2 separate regions of the Danio rerio genome follow, and region 2 is linked to region 1. Evidence: chromatin contacts called from public Micro-C data. All regions are on one chromosome and are shown on one strand. The core of a region is the stretch at or near the end of the contact, and the rest is flanking DNA. Distances in the headings are between cores, read along the strand shown. Region 1 has its middle 41 kb from the start of krt18a.1. Region 2 holds the start of krt18a.1 (keratin 18a, tandem duplicate 1).

Region 1 (6,950 bases), core at 2,715-5,214:
CAGTGTAAGAAGCAAAACATTAGTACAAGTCTTTTTTTTTTGTAGTTAGTGGAGGAGTCAGAGAGGGAACTGCCTATTAGTAAGGAAAGTGGAGACTAAAAAGTTGAGTTTTCAGTCTTTTTTTGAAAACAGCGAGTGAATCTGCCGTTCTGATGCAGTTAGGGAGTTCATTCCACCAGCTGGGCAGATTGAGCGCGAGCATTCGGGAAAGTGTTTTCTTCCCTCTTTGGGATGGAACCACGAGGCGACATTCATTCACAGAACGCAAGTTTCTGGAGGGCACAAAAATCTGCAGAAGTAAGAGCAGATAAGAAGGGGCGCAGCCAGAAATCACTTTGTAGGCCATCATCAGAGCTTTGAATTTGATGCGAGCAGCAACTGGCAGCCAGTGCAAACGGATGAGTAGCGGAGTGACATGTGCTCTTTTAGCTTCATTGAAGACCACTCGTGTTGCTTCATTCTGAAGCATCTGAAGAGGTTTGATAGAGTTAGCTGGGAGCCCGGCTAGAAGAGTTGCAATAGTCCAGTCTGGAGAGAACAAGAGCTTGAACAAGGAGTTGAGCTGCATGTTCAGATAAGAAGGGTCGGATCTTTCTGATGTTGTAGAGTGCGAATCTGCACAATCGAGCAGCTCTAGAAATGTGGTCAGAGAAGTTTAGTTGGTCATCAACCGTTACTCCAAGGCTTTCACCATTTTGGATGCAGTAATGGTTGCCCCGTCCATCTTGATTGAAAAGTTGTGATGTAGAGTAGGATTGGCAGAAGCTTCAAGCATTTCTGTTTTCGTGAGGTTAAGCTGAAGATGATGATCTTTCATACAGTGTGAAATGTCCGACAGGCAGGCTGAGATGTGAGCCGGGTACTTATAAAGTACATTATTCTGCATGATCTTATTTTACATCTTTAATCCTAAAATTTTACTTTAATACCTATATATAAATAAGCAGCAAATTTGAAGGCAAAATTGAGGCAAAAGTCATAGTTAATGGTTTATTAATAGCAATAATTGTAAGTGTGACCCTGACTTGTTACAAGTTTACATCTCACATTTCTTTATATTTCATAATTGTTGCAGTTTTGACTTTACTTCTCATAATTCTCTCATTTCTGTTTTGATAATTTATAGTTCTGACTTTACTTTCACTATACTGAGTTTACATCTTGCAATTAAGACACTGTACTCATAATTCTGAGATTATATCTCATAATTATGGCTATATTTCTCATAATTATGACTTTATTTCTAGCAATTTTGACTATCTCATAGATCTTGCATTTTTAAAGTTGTACCTCATAATTCTCTCACTTCTGATTTGATACTTCATAATTCCGACTTTGAATCTGCCAATTCTAAATTTACTTTCCATATTTAGTTTACATTTTGTAATTATGACATGTATCTCATAATTCTGATATTACATCTCATAATTATAACTTAATTTCTCATAATTATGACTTTATTTTTGCCATTCTGACTTTATATCTTATGATACTTGAAATTTTGACATTACATCTTAAAATTATGACTTTACACCTCACATTTCTGACTTTATATCTCATAATTTTTGTATTTCTGACTTTATATCTCATAATTTTTGTATTTCTGACTTTCTATCAGAAATATGTCACTCATAATTCTGTCTGTATCTTACAATTCTCTCAATTCTGATTTTATACTTCGTAATTCTGACTTTATATCTCTCAATTCTAACTTTACTTTCATTATTCAGAGTTTACATCTTGCAATTATGACATGTATCTCATAATTATCATACATTTTATAATTATGATTTTTTTTTTTGCAATTCTGACTTAAGCTCTCATCATTCTTGTAAATATGACTCTCCGTTTCATTATTATGACTTCACATCTCTTATTTCTCATTTTATATCTCATAATTCCTGCATTTCTGACTTTATATCAACCAACTCTGACTTTATATCTCCCAATTCTATCTACACAATTCTTAGTTTACATTTCACACTTCTGACTTTGTATCTCATAATTCTTATAATTTTGACTTTTAGATCTCATAATTCTTGTCAATTTGACTTTACATCTCATAATTTTGACTTCACATCTCTTATTTCTCAATTTATATGTCATAATTCTTGCATTTCTGACTTTGTAGCGTATACAATTCTGACTTTACATCTCATAATTCTGTCTTTATCTTGCAATTCTTTCAATTAGGATTTGATACTTTATCTCTCATTTCAAACTTTACTTTCGCCACTCTAAGTTTACACCTTGCAGTTATGATATTATATCTCATAATTTTCATTTTTTTAAATTATGACTTTATTTCTCATAATTATGACTTTACATTTCACATTTTTTACTTTATAACTCATAATTCTTGTATTTCTGACTTTTCTATCGTACAATTTTGAGGTCTACAAGTCTTTATCTTGCAATTCCCTTAATTCTGATTTTGTACTTTATAATTCTGACAACCAATTATAACTTCACAATTCTGAGTTTATCTTGAAATTATGACATTGTCATACTTTTGATAGTACATTTAATATTTATGACTTCATTTCTCATAAATATGACTTTGCAATTCTGACTTTAGATCTCCTAATTCTTGTAATTCTGAATTTTTATCTCACAAATCAGACTTTACATCTTGAAATTCTGACTTTACTTATTATTCTGACATTAGATATTTTACATCTCACAAATCTAACTTTGCAATTTTGAGTTTACATCTCGCTAAATTATTTCTAGCAATTCTGACTTTGCGTCTTATGACAATGACATTTAATCAACACAGGCTCTTTCTAACAAAGTACCCCGTATCCATTTCTGGAGAGCGTGAATTATGTAGCCAGAGCTATGTATGGCTGTATTTCATCTTTAAAACGAATGCTGCGGGGTGGTATGACATCGCCGCCGGCTTCTGTTTCTTTTTGTGCTACCAGCTGACCCCTTACCTCTGTGTTTACCTCGGCTTTTCTGCTGTTACCAGTTTGCCCAGTGGCTCGCTGTGTACGTTAGCAGACTTGAGACACAAAGAGGAATTAACGGTGACGACAGGGTTCAAATCTGGTATAGAACGGTTCTAGAATGCAGGTAAAGCAAAAACAAAAGGCAAAAAATAAAATGAACAAGTAAATAACAGGGTGAGAACATGGTAAGATCTTAAAATGTGGTTATAATCAGTCGGCCATTTAAAATTATTGCTTTTGAAAACACTGTTGGTTGGGTTTAGGGAAGGTTGTGGGCGGGTCAATCTGTGCTTTTGAAAACACTATCGATGGGGTTTAGGGAAAGGGGTGTATTGGGTTATCGTTTAGTCAGTCAGTGAGTGAGTCAGTTGACAGCAGCCTCTAGTGGATTTACGTGAGAACAGCAGGTGCGAATGGTGCTCGCGAAACAAATTTGAGATCTGAAAAAGCGTACACAGCGGCCTCTGGTGGATTCACGAATATAAAAACTGCACAAAAAAAAAACTAACCTCCTGACACATATTTCACTATCCAGAAATGTATGCAGGGGTACATATCAACAATGAGCCTGAGTTACAATTAATCTTGAACTCAGTATTGAAGACATAAACTGAAATCGAGATAAAAAGTGTTTTAAACACTTGAGAAAGTAATAAAAAATTATTTAGATTTTTTTTATCATGTGACAAAAATTCACTTCCATGTTTTTTCTTGACACAATTTCAATTTGTCTTGTTTTAAGAACCTCATTTTAGTCTATACAGAAAATGAAATAGTTTTCAGAAAACACATCTGACATCTGAAGTACTTATGCATTGTAAGTAAATCTATCTACATTTAGTTCCTGTAAAAACAAGACTGAGAAAGAAAAGTCTCTTTTTTTAAGTGGGCATGTATGAGTAAGAGCGGTGAGGGGGTGGTGGTGGGGATTTTTAAAAATAATCTGCCGTCCTCGAATACCCTGCAAGAGAATGGGGGTAGAAAAGGGAAGAGAAAAGATTGAGTTACGCAAGAGACGAAAGAGTGAAAAAAAAAAGCGCAACAATGTGTGGAAGACCTCGAGTGCATGAGAACAAGCTCCGAGAATACGATAAGCGGGAAAAGAGCATGATATCTTAATGGCAATTTATTTATTTTAATAGTCTGGACAGACAAAAAAGAAAAAAGAAAGAGAGAAGGAGGGAGAAAGAAACAGGAATGCAAATGGAAGTGGGTTGAGGCAGCAGGACTCTGTTATTTCCTGTGCAGTGAGTGTGCATTGTCCCGATAACAGCTGTCTGGAGCGTTCAGACCAGCATGGAGGATTGCCTTTCCTGCTGTCCCCTCCCTGACTTTCCCCCCTCCTGTTGTTTTGGAAACCACGCCAAACATGGTTTATTAGGTGCGCAGGGGGGCATGTGATACTGGAGGCTTCATTTCACTCATCTTCAGTTATATGTCACAACAAAGAGGCGTCACCATAGTGAAAATTATCTCATTGTGATATTGCGGATGAACAGTAAGTATGAAAAAAGGAGTCTGAAAGTTATATATTTATTTTAAGTGGCCTCAATGAATACGTACCAACTGAAATGATTTATTTGTTACTTAGTGTGTAAATGCATGTTTTTACAATGTACTTTTGACATTGGTAATTAATTTACATCTTTAATTACACTGTTGTCCATCCTTTACACCTTAACCCACGCCTAAATCTACCCATGCCCCCAAACCTGTTCCTATTCCTACCTGTATCCCACTTTAAGAGCATCAGAAGTGGTCTGCAATACATTATAAACACATGTAGTACATTGTATGTATTTTTTGATGCAAGTACATAGTAGTTAAGGCCACTTGAGTGTGACCAAAAAAAAAAGTAAAAGGAGAAGGCAAAGGCAGTGAAATTACCTGTGACACACCTGCAAACTGTACTTCTGCCCTCTACTGTAGAGAAAAGTGAAGTGTAATTAATTAACACCAGATGGCAATCACATTTTTATTTATTGTAATAATGAATGCACGGTACACGAAAAAGATCAATATGTTAAAAATAATAAAAGTATGCAATCATTTCAGTGGTTCTACTTGTTTAAGTTTTAAATAAGTGAAATATTTCCTATAAGTGCTGATTAATGGAGATAATATTTGAAAAATAGTTTAAAAAACTCATTTCTAATAACTCATTTATTTTGCCTTTCACCGTGATAACAGTACTTAATATTTTTCTAGCTATTTTCTAGCTATTCAATTGCAATTAAAAGGATTAACTATGTTAATTATGTTAAATCGGCAAGTTAGGTTAATTACGAAAGTCATCTGACAAAAGTGGTTTGTTCTGTAGGCAATGCAAAAAAAAAAAAAATCATTTATTAAAGGAGCTAATTATATGGACCCTTTTCACAAGACGCGATTAATGGTCATCAGCATCTTAACTCCTTGAAATTTTTTAATATTTAGATTTTTAAAAAACTTATGAACATTTATATGCATTTATATATGCATTATATCATCTTTGCATCAAATAAAAAAAAACTAATTACCGCTTATATGAGGTGTTTCTAATGCAGTGTCTATGGGGCTGAGAGTAAATTTGATGCTCTCTCCTCTGGCTGCTATTATCAGTTTTCTTTTTCTTAAAGTCTCGATAACACCATCATGGAGTTTTGATGGTGAAGTTTACCCAACTATGATGACTTTCGCTACTGGGTAATATGAAAAGAATCTATTAACTTAATAATAATAATAATAATAATAATAATAATAATAATAAATAATAAAACACTTTTAATTTTAAGGCTTTTATTGTAGACAAACAAACTAAATACACTTTCTCTAGAATAAAACAATTGTATACACTCTCAGAAAAAAAGGAACACGGTGGTACAAATAATGTTCATTAAAGACCTCTAATCATACTTTTCTAACCTTTAGTGGTACAAATGAAATGAAGATACACAATTGTTCTCATTAAAAAAAGAACATAAGTGTTGGACAACTCTTTCTTTATTACAATATCTATGAAAATAAATATGACTGATTTTATAAATAATTTCAATATTAAAATGTGAATCATCATTTAAAACATATGTTTAAAGAAACTCTTAAACATTAATTATTAAGTTCTACAATACAAAACAACTGGTAAAACAAAACTACAGGTATAATAAACTAATAATTTGAGGTATTTTTAATAAACAATTGTTAAGCATTTTATGATAAATAGTCTTTCATTAGTGATATCCGCACCTTTCGGTGTTTGCTTTTCACTACGCATGTGAGCTGGCAAAAGTCCTGTATGTGCAAAGTGTTCATGGAGACATTTTAGTATTGTAAAGCTAATCAAACATTTTGCATATCTCGTTATGATACTTTTGCATAATTCTATTCTAAATTAACTAAATTTAATGAACTTTTAAGTGATTGCAAATACATTGTAGAAACTTGGATAAAAAAAATGATATTGAACATGGGAGAATGTATTTCTGTAACATTTTTGTGGAAAGTGTTGTGAAATGTTTAGCAAAAAATAAATCTTTTGATGTATTTTAAAGTATTATTTATTCTTTATTGTAAATGGAAAAGGTGCATTGCACATAAAGAATCTTATTTTAAAAACATTGTTTAAAATGTATTTGATGTTTTATATTTACTGAAAATTAATTGACGGATTTTGGATATAGCAAAATGCCTTTAAATAGTTCTTGATGGAACACATTTGACACTGTTAAGTAAGTGTCTTGTCCCTGTGGTGGTTCCTTCATGGATCAGATTTGTACCTTTGATGAAGGTACAATATTGTATCTGCATGTTTTAAAAACCAAAGGTACATTTTGGTTTCCCATGGTACAAATCAGTCCTTAAAGGTACAAACTGCAAACTTTGTTTCTTTGTCTTAAGGTACAATTCAGTTCCATAAAAAGGTACTGCCTCAGTTGGATATACAGTTGCTTTCAACTGTATGTCCCATATCATTTGAATAGGTGCCAGCACACATTAAACGAGAACTTACTGCTTATC
Region 2 (6,950 bases), core at 3,043-5,542, 41 kb after region 1:
GTGCTGTACTATGGGCTGCAATGTTGTTGTACGCCTAGTTGATGAGGAAAAAAAGAAAAAAATTATATAAAGTGACCTTAGAGCAGGGGTGTCGAAACTCAGGCCTGGAGGGCCAGTAACCTGGAGAGTTTTGCTCCAACCCTAATCAAACCCACCTGAACCAGCCAATCAAGCTGTTATATACTAGAACAGGGGTGCACAAACTCAGTCCTGGGCGTCGATGTCCTGCATATTTTAGTTCCAACCCCAATTAAACAACCTGAACCAGCTAATCAAGCTCTTTCTATCTATACTAGAAACTGGTGCTCCAGTTTCTCCCACAGTCTAAAGACATGCGGTACAGGTGAATTGGGTAGGCTAAATTGTTCATACGTGTATGAGTGTGAATGATTGTGGATGGATGTTTCCCAGAGATGGGTTGCAGCTGGAAGGGTATCCGCTGTGTAAAACATCTGCTGGATAAGTTGGCGGTTTATTCCGCTGCGGCGACCCCAGATTAAGGGACTAAGTTGAAAAGAAAATTAATGAATGAATAAACTTAGCAGGACATCTGCCCTCCAGCACCAAGTTTGGACCCCCCTGCCTTAGTGTAAATGTATCTAAACAATACAAATGTGTCACAAATTAAAATAAGTTTTCAGAAGTAATCTTATAGAGTAAGTTAATAAATCACACACACAATTTCTGCATTGTTTCCAATAGAAATATCTAAAGATTCTTAAATTAGGATGCAATTACTTACGCAGTAAAAAACATTAAAAACTATACTGCATCACAACTAAGATTTTACATTTAAAACAAGAAAAGTATATTTGCAGAAGAAAACAATCACTTTTTTATCACTTTAGCTCAACGGGATAGAATTATGTCTTGATTTAGGCATCATTTCATTTAGTTCTGATCCATGTCTCAGAACATGTAAAGTACTTCTAACTGAATTAACACAAATGTTTAGATATTTGTACTAGAAGACAAGCCAAAGATAGTCGGGAAGAAATCACAAAGATGTTATTTAAAAATGAATATATTTACAAAAGCCTTTAAATGACACCATATTTACTTTCAATTTGGAAAAAAATAGTTAGCCCAGAATTTAGTTTATAATATATACAGCATAACTTTTTTTAAATAATTTGTTGACGTAAATAAGCAAAATCAAACTGAGAGCTTGTGAATGTGAAATGAGAGCAGCAACATTGATCTGCATTCTTTCGCATCAAATTCCTCATTTGCCCTTCCAGCCTCAAACAAACACATTCCAAAACAATGGATAAGGGAGGATCGCCACTGAACACATTCACAGCCAAACACTCTCACAAACTATAGCTTTGCTTCACTCAGACTCATTCCGGACAGTTTAAGGGCCGCTGGGGCAGTTTAAGGCCTGTTTAATAGATCCTAAAATTTGCAGAATGAATTTATGGGAAATGCCTTAGAAAAACAAAAGAACAGCAAAAGAACAGTTTGTTCTGGCATTGACAACACACATGGAAATCGTTTGACAGTTTGTTGAACGGTTTAAAACACTTGCGTATTTTACTTTTCATCTGAACAGCCATAAATACAACCCACAAATTCAATGTACATTATTTTGGGGGGAATATGCTGATGTAGTAACATTGCCAAACTCGAAAGTTGTATTGGGAAAACATGAGGGAATTAAGTTAACTTAATATTTTTTACAAATGGAAGTGGATTGAACATAAAACAATTAATTTGTCACACAAAAAAACTCAGTTCATTTTAAATTAAGCAGTTTAAACACACGGCAAACTTCATTTTTTGAGTGCATGCATTGGATCTATTTGAATCTGAAGAGATTTAAAACTAGGGGGATCTAGATAGGTTTCAGTGATTAACTCTTTTCTTTGTCCGTACATGTGTGTGTACTCAGGAGCCAGACTAATTGTTCCTTTGTTCACACATCCTTTAACAGGCGTGGCAGGCAGGAAAACCCTTTTTGGTGATCAGATATCACAACTAGAAACTGGTCGTAACCTTAAACTCTTCATTTTTGGCAGCTTTTTGGTAACAGAGAAAGATGAGATAAGACAGACAGCTTGCAGCAACTTGATTTGTTTTTTCGCTTTACAGTATGTGATGAAAAAAAAGGAGTCGAAAAATTGCAAAACATAATGGTTTCCCAACGGGAGTGTCTAACAAGTTTGGATTTTACTGTAAGAGAGTTACTTAATAGTGCAGGTATATTTCATACTAATAAAAAATGACATTTCCTAACACAAGAGTTGTGTTAACAAGCAGAAACAGTTTAAAACAAATGCTAACATTAATGAATTTGTAACTGCAAACTGACAAGAGAAATTATTTATTAATTACGTGTATTATTCAGAAATAACTATCAATTTTTAAAGTGTTGTACATTAAGTTATGATCAGTTAAAGTACTTAAAGTTACTAAAGTGTTTATAAATTAACATTAATTGATAGTAATAAAAGTTTTGTTCTTTAATGATAGATTTATTTACAGCAAATATAAATCTCTGATTTAGCGTAAAAAGGTTTTATAGTACATTAGTATATTTATGATACAATTTCACAAGTAATGCTAATTATTATTAAGTTTTAATTAAAATCGTTTTTATTTCTATAGCACTTTTACAATGTTGATATTGCCTAAACAGCTTAACATAGATGAAGTTTTGATGAAGATAAGAACATTGATGAAGTTGAAACACAACTTAAAACCCAAAAAGTTACGGTAACTCAATCCAATTCAGGAAACCGATTGCAACAATCCATTAAAGTTCAAAATCTAATCCTAAAGAGTGCTGTGAACTTAATCCATTTGAGTACATGAAGCAATTTGAACACAGTAAAACCCAATAAATGAAGAGAACTCAAACCAACTGAGTACTGTAAGACCCAATTAGTTAAGGCAACTCAAATCATTTGAGGAAAGCGATTGCTACAAACCGTTTGAGTTCACAAAACAAATCTATATGAGTAGGGTGAACTTAATCAATTTGAGTACACGAAACAATTTGAGCCCAGTGTAAAAAGTGATTAGTTACTTAAAGCAAGTAAACCTTAAATAACTTTAAACGCAACACATTGACTTAAATATAATAATGTAAGTAAACCCATTGTAACCTGAAACTATTAAGTTGATTTAATTTTTTACAATTATGCAAATTGTATTTACTTTTTAAATAAAAGTAAACTAATCAGTTTTTTCCAATACACCTTTATCATGTTTGTTTTTTTGCCCCAGCTTTTCTGTATCTAAAATAACATTCAGTAACTAAAATAAATCTGCTCTTCCAGACTCCAGTGTGTCTTCTAAATTTAATACAGGCTATAGATTTTCTAGACTTAATGAAGCACCAACTATGTAATATTGTAATAACTTCATTAATTATGTGAAAACAGACGTGCTTAAATAGTCTGAGACTGTAAAAAGGGATTTTTTGACTTAAAAAAGTAAGTATAATTAGCATAATTATAAAAATTAAGACACCTTAACGGTTCCAAGTTACAATAGGATTACTTACATTATTTTTGTAAAGTCAACTTGTTGCTTTTAAAGCAATTAGTAAACTTGTTTTAAGTAAATAATTACTTTTTACTGTGTAAAACCAAATAAAATGAAGGGAAATCAAAACAACTGAGAACTGTAAAACCTAATAAGTAAAGGCAACTCAAACCGTTTAGGTAAACCGACTGCTACAAACTATTTGAGCTAAAAACTAATCTATATGCGTACTGTGAACTTACTCCATTTAAAGTGAAGTAATGAGTATGGTATTCATTACCTTCAACACTGAGTTCAAAGCTCGTTTAAAATGAGTAGAATTAACTTTCAGTATATTTTGAGTTACCTACACTAATTTCATTTGATAAAGTTGATTGTTGGGTTTTACAGCAGCTTCATTTCAGTTTTCACAGTTGTTAAAAGCATTGCTGAGTCTTGTTTCATGATTAAAAAAAACTAGTTAACTGATGGTAAAGTATAAAACTTTAAAGTAAGAGTAGTTTTAGCTTAGTACATCTTTATCAGAGAGATGTATATCAACGATGTTCAAATATTTAGATAATAACTTGACTGCATAATTAAAAAACCTCCAAACAAAAAAAACTCCAGATGCTAAGAACATTTCATACAGAGAAAACGGAGCCACTTGTAATAACAAACTTACTAAAGGCATTCATTCTGAGAACCCGCAGGGCCGCTTGCAAGACCTGTTGAAATGTGATTGGCTGTGGGGAGGGGCTCAGGGCGGGATTATCCAAGAGCTGCGTGTTCATAAACCCAGCGAGTGTGTCTCATGTCCTGTGCTCTGCTCTGCTGTGTTACTGAGCTCTACCTCTCTCCAGGCCTTCATTCACTCGTCTGCTCACTTACACCAGCGACCATGAGTCTGAGAACAAGCTACAGCGTGCGTTCCTCCACCTCCCAGGTGCCAGTGTCCCAGGTGTCTATCAAGCGCACCACCAATGTGCCGACTTACAGGGCTGCGAGCATCTACGGTGGCGCTGGAGGCCAAGGAACCCGCATCTCCTCTGCCTCCTACTCAGGAGTCCGCAGTGGACTGGGAGTTCCCTCGATGTCCAGCTCCATCCAAGTGAGTGCAAGTGGTAGCACAGGCGAGATCATGGGCAATGAGAAGATGGCCATGCAGAACCTGAACGACCGTCTGGCCTCCTATCTGGAGAAAGTGAGGATCCTGGAGCAGGCCAACAGCAAGCTGGAGCTGAAGATCCGGGAGGCCCTAGAGAAGAGAGGTCCTGATGTCCACGACTACAGCCGCTTCCAGCCAATCGTTGATGAGCTGCGCAAGAAGGTGAGTGGGAAACGCCAGGAGAAGCTTTATGGCCTCTATAAAGAACTTAATGTGACAGTCTAATTGTGCTGGGTTATGTTTATTAACAGTCTAGGGGATGTTTATTGGGCTTCAAGACATAAAGTAACAAAACAAAAGCATTTCATTGTCGTTTAATGTTGGCTTGATTTAAAAGGGTTGAGTGAGAGTTTACTGATGGTCAGCACTGATTGGCAAACAACCAAAAAAAAAAAAAAACTATGGGTGAAACTGAAAAGAGGGGAAGGCATGGGGGAGGGGGTGGTTTCTCTCTACGGGACGGCTGTTGTAAATTCTGCTTACAGCCGGTTTTCCGGTGAGTAAGCATCTCCGTCCTGTGTTTATCATTGTCTTTTTACACATACAGATGTTTGTTTGTTCCCTGAGGATGGATTAGTTTGGAAACTGAGATGTTTTAGCGTCTGTGTGTGTCATCAGGGAAATGGAAAAGCTGAGGGAGTTCAGACAGGACAAAATGCGACCAGATGTGAGACTTTCCTGAAAACGCAGTCTGAGCTATCTTAGAGAAATTACAAACATAGCCAACTTCTTTCATGTACTAAATGAGTGCTAATCTTGAAAGGTTTGAGTTCATAAAGCAGATACTGCTAATGATAAAATACCCATTAGGGTCAGTTTCACACCTTGAAGCTGACTTTTAAAACTAATGTCACTGATAAGCAGACGCTGTTATCAGAATGATTGATTTTTCATTCTTTAGAGACTATGTAGCAAGTTATGAGTAGATTAAATTAAAATAATTAATTTCTCATTTCTCAGGCATTCTCACTGCAACTAAATTAAATAGGAGTTTTAATAGGAGATTATCCTGATGAAAAGATATGTAAAATTTGGCACTGAAACCGTATTTCAATTAAAAAAGTTTGAAAAATTTTTGAAAAATTATTTAAATATATATTATTATTATATTTATTGATATTATTATATTTATTGATATTATGCTATATATTTGTATTATGTATATTATTATTATTATTATTATATTAATTATATATATATATAATTATTATTACACATTATAGTATATTATTATTAGTATATATATAATAATAATAATAATTATTATTATTATTATTGTTATTAATATTGTATTATATTATATTATTTGTATTTATTTATTTAGAGAAAAAAGGGGGAAAAAACATTTACTCAAATTAAAGCATACTATGGACAACAGTTAGTATGATAAACGGTCAACACCCATTAGTGTATGGAAAAATGTGTTGAGCTCACTAGCAGCCATATGTCTCCGCCCTATTCCATGATGCCAGGATATGCTGGCTTACAATGATGGAAAGCATTTACAAAACAAAGTAAATCAGCTGACAAAAAACAGGAACTCCAACTCCACCCCTGTTTCTCCCATCACACAATTAAATTTACAACTATCACACAGACACCAGCCACTCCAACTGTTGGTTAATGATTATCCCACAAACTGTGAAATGGACTTTGTCCTTCAGTAGCTCTTATCTAAGCAAACCAAGAATGATGAAGCTCCAGTTAAAAAATATTTGGTCAGTGATAGTCATTCATTAAAAGATGCAAATTTGCCAGAGAGTTCAAGTCAGGTGAGGTTTGTGTGTCATAGCTGCTTGATGGTGATGTCCCATCTCTTTGGAGCAAGATTTCTGACTGACTCCAATGATTTCTTTTTTGGCTCTAGATCTTTGATGCCACCACAAACAATGCTCGCCTAGTGCTCCAGATTGACAACGCCCGCCTGGCAGCTGATGACTTCAGAGTCAAGTGAGTAGCAGCAAACAAATAATTTTGACCTCATTGGAAGCTCTCAAAATCAACAGAGACTCATTGACCTTTGTTGTGCCTTCAGGTATGAATCTGAGCTGTCCATCCGCCAAGGTGTGGAGGCCGACATCACCGGCCTAAGAAAGGTCATCGATGACACCAACCTGAACCGCATGAACCTTGAGAGCGAGATCGAGGCCCTCAAAGAAGAGCTCATCTTCCTTAAGAAGAACCATGACAATGTGAGTACACATCTGGCACATCTGGAAACATTTGTCCACCTCGTAATTCGTTAAAGGCGTTGCTTTAAGACATATTTTACGGCTTCTCCACCCAACAGGAGGTAATGGAGCTTCGTAAC

What was found. Hi-C and Micro-C count contacts between places; a contact is called where the count stands out from the background.
Region 2: a Micro-C map of caudal fin shows a contact between it and region 1, with 2.9 times the contacts expected there. The contact joins the promoter of krt18a.1 here to the enhancer-like site in region 1. A contact is called at or near these places in 2 of 18 Hi-C or Micro-C datasets (caudal fin and an unstated tissue).

What each region holds. Positions count from the first base shown.
Region 1 is chr23:10,418,232-10,425,181 of GRCz12tu, forward strand. No RefSeq gene overlaps it. Among named protein-coding and RNA genes, the nearest start is that of krt18a.1, 41 kb to the right of the region's middle. Within about 2 kb of position 3,965, at least 38 of the 62 cell types and tissues checked have an H3K27ac peak or open chromatin away from gene starts, as enhancers often do. A contact at or near this core is called in caudal fin, where this site is marked.
Region 2 is chr23:10,458,746-10,465,695 of GRCz12tu, forward strand. It overlaps krt18a.1 (keratin 18a, tandem duplicate 1), which reads left to right and starts at 4,293. Exons shown (of 7, transcript NM_178437.2): 1 at 4,293-4,801; 2 at 6,507-6,589; 3 at 6,675-6,831; 4 at 6,930-6,950. The coding sequence starts at 4,373.